2 separate regions of the Ovis aries genome follow, and region 1 is linked to region 2. Evidence: chromatin contacts called from public Hi-C data. All regions are on one chromosome and are shown on one strand. Each heading gives the region's core, a stretch centred on a gene start, on an enhancer-like site or on the middle of the called end of the contact. The rest is flanking DNA. Distances are from core to core; before and after follow the strand shown.

What was found. Hi-C and Micro-C count contacts between places; a contact is called where the count stands out from the background.
Region 1: a contact with region 2 is called in a Hi-C map of tail adipose tissue, with 16 times the contacts expected there. The contact joins two enhancer-like sites. A contact is called at or near these places in 6 of 16 Hi-C or Micro-C datasets (blood, omental adipose tissue, retroperitoneal adipose tissue and 2 more).

The regions. Positions count from the first base shown.
Region 1 is chr23:56,252,547-56,255,987 of ARS-UI_Ramb_v3.0, forward strand. No RefSeq gene overlaps it. Among named protein-coding and RNA genes, the nearest start is that of TXNL1, 48 kb to the right of the region's middle. Within about 2 kb of position 1,620, at least 7 of the 54 cell types and tissues checked have an H3K27ac peak or open chromatin away from gene starts, as enhancers often do.
Region 2 is chr23:54,957,741-54,961,282 of ARS-UI_Ramb_v3.0, forward strand. All of the region lies in intron 14 of TCF4 (transcription factor 4), which reads right to left. Among named protein-coding and RNA genes, the nearest start is that of CCDC68, 280 kb to the left of the region's middle. Within about 2 kb of position 2,216, at least 6 of the 54 cell types and tissues checked have an H3K27ac peak or open chromatin away from gene starts, as enhancers often do.

The DNA of each region.
Region 1 (3,441 bases), core at 370-2,869, 1.3 Mb after region 2:
CAGGGCGTCTGGGAGGAGCCCCTGCCGTATCCCGATGCGGGATGATGACAGTTGGGTCACACCCTCGTCTCCCACCTGTTTCAGGATGAAGCATGGCTGACTCAGACAGAGGTGTTAATGAGGTCAAGGTCAAGGAATCTTGTGAGCATCCTTTGGGCCGGTATTGCCAACCTGAGCTTCCAGATCTTTGGCAGTCCTCTCCTGGTTCCTGCCCATCAGTACTCCTGAGGGAAGTCATTGGGAAGGTGACTTAGGCTAAACACCAAGCTTCTTTGCAGTGAGCTGAGCTTGTAGCCCCCAGGCTTTCTGTGCTGATCAGAAAGCTGGGTTGATAGCAATGCCTGTCTTGAAGGTTTTTTTTTTTTTTTTTTTTTTTTTTTAAGTAAGAAAATCAATGAATACTTAACAAACGGGGTTTGTTTTGTGCATGCTAAGTCGCAAAGTCGCTAAGTCATGTCTGACTCTTTTGTGACCCTATGGACTGTGTAGCCTTCAAGGCTTCTCTGTCCATGGATTAGTCCAGGCAAGAAGACTGGAGTGGGTAGCCTTTCCCTGCTCCAGGGGATCTTCCTGACCGGAACCATGTCTCATATCTCCTGCATAGGCAGGCGAGTTCTTTACCATTAGCACCACCTGGGAAGCCCTTGTTTTGTAGACCTGATGTTTTAAAGCATGGAGCCTGCAAGGGGTGGGCAGTTCATTCCTTCATTCCTTGGTGGGTAAAATAGTAAAACCACTGAGATGGAGGAGGGCTAGAGATCCTGCTTCCTATCCCACTAAGGCTTCTCTGCTCTTGGTTCCCGAGAGAGGCAGATGAAGGTGTGGGCCTGGGTTGGGGCATGTGTTTCTGCACTTCCGGTGCACACCCTCTGGGAAGGAGATGGAGTGGGGGGGCAACAGGGTGTTGGCAGTCAGAACAAGTCACCGGGGCCTTGCTTTCCTCATCTGTGGGGTTAAGAGATGAGGTTAAATGATCCTCGTGGTCCACCCCAGCTTTAAGCATCTATGATACTGTGAGTGTCCATGGGGAGTGAAGAAGAAAGGATTTCATTTAACTCCTGGTCAAGAACCAGGTACAAGACTGCCCTGGCAACCCAGTAGATAACACTCCACCCTTCCAATGCAGGGGGTACATGTTTGATCCCTGGTCAAGGAACTAAGATCCCACAGGCCATGTGGCTTGGCCAAAAAAAGAGAATCGAGGTAAACACTCTAGCACTGAACACTTCTGTATACCTAGAAACTACAAACATGTGTAAATCATTTTTACTCTTGGCATAAGAAGGAAATTTTAAATCCATCTGACAATCTAATCATATGATGTTTTATCAAACTCTGAGTTTAGAAAGATGTTATAAAAACCTGATTTATTGAATGTATTAGGATAGACAAGTCATGCTCCTGATTTATATACTAGGGTCAAACACAATACCTCAAGGTCTTGGGTGGGCTTAAGTTATATCTCAGCTGTAGTTCTTTTTTTTTTTTTTTTTTAAGAGCCAAGAATATGTGGAAATACTTTGTTTTGTTTTTTATCAATCGCTGGAGCTCATGTGAGCTACTTCAAGGGCCAGCCATGCTCTGGGACTTACTTATCCTGTTGGCAGGAAAGGCAACTGCTCAGAGGTCAAACAAGGGCTCATTTCCTCCCCTACAGGCCAGCGGAGATCTTCCATTCCCAGACTGACTTTCATTCCTTTAGCTGAGCTGGAAGGCATTGTTCCCTAGTAAAACACAACACATCAGAAGATCGTCACTTGAGTTGCTCCCAGATTTACTATTTGAAGACTGAGTTGTGGTCAGTGCTTGGTTAGAAGAGGAGAAGCAAGTAGACACGATGCCTCTGGCAGGGTGGAGACTGAGGAGCCAGAGGCTGGAAGCACAAAAGCGCAGAGATGCCTTCTGGAACTTCTCTGATGACCCCGTGGCTAAGATTCCTCACTCCCGATAGTGGAGGCCTGGGTTCAGTCCCAGTCAGGGAACTAGATTCCACATGCCATGACCAAGAGTGTGCAGGCCACAACTAAGACCCAGCACAGCCAAGTGAATGAATATTTTTTAAAAATGTACAAGGGTCCTTTCTTACCCGTATTTCCCAGGGAGAGTCCCACAAATCAGCACAACTATCGTAATTCCCTTTTGGGGCTTCAAGAACCCTGTTTTCCTTGGTTAAGCAAACACAAGCATGTGTTTGGACTTACCTAAGCAGACATTCCCAACTCTTTTTCTGCTGCCTTCTTGGCTGTTGAAGGATTAACATTGCTGGGTGTAGAATTGTGGGTCAGACACACTTGAAGTTCACTTAGTCTAACTTTTCACCTCAAATAGAGATTCTGGCCCACTGAGGGCCTCTCTTGATTCTTAACTCTTTCCAGTGATGAAGACCCTACTGCTCCATAAGGCACTGTGCTTCTTTTATTTTCAGGAAGTTCTTCCTAATATTAAATCAAATTCTCTGTCCCTAAAGTTCACCCGTAAAATCTGGTCTTCCACACTTGCTTGTTTTTTAGTTTTCTTGGCTATACTGGGTTTTAATGCGGATCTTTAGTTGTGGCTTGAGAGCTCTTAGTTGCAGCATGAGGGCTGCAGGGACTGCATTCAGGCCCCCCGTTTTGGGAGCGTGGAGTTTTAGCCACTGGAACACCAGGGAGGTCCCCACAATGGCTTTGATTAGTGGATCTCAAAGTCTAACTTCAAACATCCTCCCTTGATCATCAAGGACCTCCCCTTTATTCTTTCTTTCATTGGCCCAGTTTTAGGGAAAATCCTATGAAGTCTTGGTGAGGGCAGATCTGACAAGCCATCCTGTCTTTCAAAAGAAAAGGAAGGCTGGGAACTTCCCCGGTGGTCCAGCGGTGAGGACTCAGTGCTTTCACTGCTGTGGTGGGGAACCCCAGTCAGGGAACTGAGATCACAAGCTGCACGGCATGGCCACGAAAAGAAAAAGAAAGGAATGGAAGGCTGGAGGGGCCCAAGCTAAGCTTACCGCAGAGATTTTAGTACAGCTCTTTGGTTCCACATGGCATATGACATTCTCCCCGGAGATATTCCCCATGCTTTAAGAGGATCATTTTTCCAGATTTGATAACTGATCACATTTTCTAATAGCTTCCAATATCTTAAAATTAACCCACAGAGTATTTTGACACAACCCCCGCCCTGAGGAAGTTACTTCCTATCCAAATTAACTACAAAATCACAAAAAACTTTAAATGGTTCTGTAAATTCACCAGGCTCTTCATGACATCTAGTGGTGAAGCCTGGAAGAGCTTACAGCTACTCAGAAGGTGGGGACATTCTTAATCTTAACAAACCTTAACATTTGTCCTTTGACTATTTTGTTTTGTAAAATTGTAAACTAAATTCATTTCCCATCAACGAAAATGATAAACTCGTCTCTATTTTATGTATCTTTACTGCTTTATACTTTTCCTATGTGGG
Region 2 (3,542 bases), core at 966-3,465:
TATAAATATGTTTGAGAAGGTGGCTGTTCTGACTAGATGTTGGCTTTTATCCACGCATATTACCTAACTTTAATTTTCTAAAGATCACCTGAGAGCCCCTGAAATAATACATTCTTTTCCATAAAGGAAGTTGAAAACATTCTCTGTGATATCAGAAGGTCTCTCTCGTAGTATATTTCAGGAACAAATGGATCAATAACGATAGGTCTAGATCCATGGATCCATCTAATCAGCTTGACTCTCCAGGATCCATTCCATTGCCCGTGTCTGTGGAATAATATTCCAATTTGAAGAATTAGCTTTGCTCTGCTTGCTTCCTTGGCCACAGACAGCATTTCCTAACCCTATTTACTTCTCCCTCAGAAACATTATTTCTGGTCACATAAGAGACAAGAAAAAAACCACAGTGAATGGCCAGCACAAACCCATCAATAGAATAACTCAGAAATAGATGCGAGACCAATACTGCCATCTGTATATATGAGAGTCAGGATTTGCCCACTTACAAATACATAATAATGTGACTAGAAAAAAAGCAGATTCCTTTAACCTACAAATCAATTCTAAGGATGGCACCCAGAAAATCCATATTTCATTAAAGTCCTATTTTGAGAACCTTTTCATCTAGATAAGCAATGAAGTTAAAAGGCAGCCAATGAAAACAGCTTTATCAATACTGATTGTAAATTTTTTTGCAGTCTTTAACAATAGAGTCTTCTTATAGTTACATACCATATGGTTTTAGATATATCTATGCTAAAAATAGAAGACAGAACTAAAATATAAACATTATTCAATAATTGCTAATTGATCAGAGAGTATATTTATTAATTCAGCAAATCTAGCTGATGTGGTCATTCTGGAAGGTGCTGGGGATGCATGGTGAATAACTTAGATGTGGGCCCTGGCCTGTGTGGGGCTTACAGCGATCCTTGGTAGAATTTTCACGGAGTGATCAATTTACTGAGGTGATTTTAACAGCAAGGACCAGAAATTCATTCTGCCTTGCTCAGGTAAAAGGAGATTTAACAGGAAGATTTCTTTTTTAAAATTTTATTTATTAGAGGATAACTGTTTTATAATGCTGTGGTGGTCTCTGCCATACATCGACGTGAATCGGTCATCATTATATACATGTCCTCTCCTCCTGAGCCTCGCCTGCCGCTTTCATCCCTCTATGTCACCCACAGCACCCGGCTGGGCTCCCTGTGTTACACCCCCGATGGTTACCTACTTCACATGGCAGCGTATACACACGAAAGCTACTTTCTCACGTTGCCCTGCCCCCCTTCCCCCGCAGCGTCCACGAGGCTGTTCTGTATGTCTGTGTCTCCATTTCTTGTCTGTAAATAGGTTCGCCAATACTATTTGTCTAGATTCCATATACGTATTTGTTAATATAGCATATTTGGTTTTCACTTTCTGACTTATTTCACTCTGTATAGCAAGTTCTAGGTTTATACTCTTCATTAGAATGGACTCAAATTTGTTCCTTAGGAATAAAACTACTATGTGACCCAGCAATCCCACTACTGGGCACATACCCTGGGAACAATCAGACTTCTAAAGGACACATGCAGCCCTGTTCCTGGAGCACTGCTTACAAGAGCCAGGACATGGGTGCAGCCGAGATGTCCATCGACAGACGGAGGGACATGGATGAAGAAGCTGCGGTACACGACGGAATATTACTCAGCCGTAACAGGAAGATTTGGTGACTAAAGCTCAGGGCCTGGGGAACTCCTGTGACCTACGGCCATCCCTTGTCCCCAGGGGCCATCCCGGCCTCTCCCACCCCTGTTGGTACCTCTCTCTCTGGCTTCTGCCCACTCTGGACCACACCCTGGACTCTTCTTTCACAGGAGCTCCCAGGACATCCTTCCAGGTTCTGAACCTGCCCCTAACTCCCTCTTTGTTTTAGTAGTTCTGAGTTCAGAATGCTGAGATCATCTGAGGGCCTGGCTCATCATTCTGAAGCAGAAGTGGACCATCCCATGAACAGGCCAGCCTGGAACCAGATGTCCCCCTCCCCCAATTTGGCAGGGCATACCCAAAGGTCCAGCAGTAAGGAATCTGCCTGCCAACGCAGGAGACATGGGTTCAATCCCCGGGTTGGGAAGATCCCCTGGAGAAGGAAACGGCAACCCACTCCATTATTCTTGCCTGGAGAAGAAGACTGGTGGGCTACAGTCTTATTGTAAGGTTGCAAAGAGTCAGACATGACTGATTCGAGTTAGCACACAAATACATATACACACTCACACACGCATGCACAGAGAGGAGGGGAGCAGAGTTTAGGGACAAACTACTTCCTGGAGTTTTCATTTTAAAACTCTCTCTCTGTGTCTGTGTGTGTGTGTGTATGTAGATGCAGATATGAAAATCACTTTCGTTTTATCACTGAGGGGAAAACCATCATAGTCCACCAACTCAAGCCAAGGCCAAGATGTCTAACTGAATTACAAAATTTAATAGCTGCCACAACTCCTCCAACATAAACAGATTTTAAAGATATGCAACTTCAAATGAGGTGGCTGCTGGCAACGCTGTTTTTTATGCGGGGATGCACGGAGAGTGCCCTGGTAAACATCCTTCTCCTGATCCTCGCGCTCACAACAGACATCACAAACAAAAAAGGCATTCAGTGTTTCTGCTCTCTTTGTTTCCAGGGAGTATTATGAAAGTAATTATTCTGTTGTATTTAAGAAGCCTATTGCATGGATGGGAAAATGTATTAAATTTCATTTGGCAGTTATTCAATCCTTGTTAATGTTATCTCCAGCAATAACTGCTTCAAAACAGGCTTTCAGACCTCAGTTCCTTCTCCCCTACCATAATCCTTCTAAAAGAGTATAGGGTGGGAACTTTAGGAAATTTGTCATTAGTTTTTAGATCCAGAGATAATGACACAAAACCAGAAATGCTGTTAGAAACATTTTGGTATCTCAAAATGAAAGTCTGTAATTAATGGCATCGTGTTCAAAAATTTCCTTTTGACAGAGGTGTTTTTTAGAAAGAAGGAAAATAACAACAAGAGAATGGGCCCAGAAAAAAAGTCCTGGTAACTTTTACTTTTCTCTCTTTTAACTTTCTCTTGTTTTGCTATAATCATTAAAAAAAAATGTTGATGGGCTTTTTACTGTAATTAGACACCCATTGACAGAGAAAACAGTTTTGGTGTCTGAACTGTAATCTCCTCATGAAATATCAATTATACATGACAGTCAGAGAGTGCTCGATTTCAGTTTCAATTATCTTGCCAGATCTGTGTCATAACAGAGGAAAGCAAACATTTTCTCAAATGTGCAAAAAATACCACTGAGTCCAAAAGGGGCATCTTTTACAGAGGTGGGAAGTGGTCTTGCAAACTTTAATAGCTCACAGATGGGAACTCGGAAGTTCATGAAATAGCAGTGGTAGATATTGAGAAACAGTATCAGAGGCACTGAATTCTGTAGAAAACGAGAGTAGGCTCTGCAAACCAACTCTTTCGTGTGAGAAAGCTGTGGCATCTGGGAGACCCTTCAACCACGAATATAATT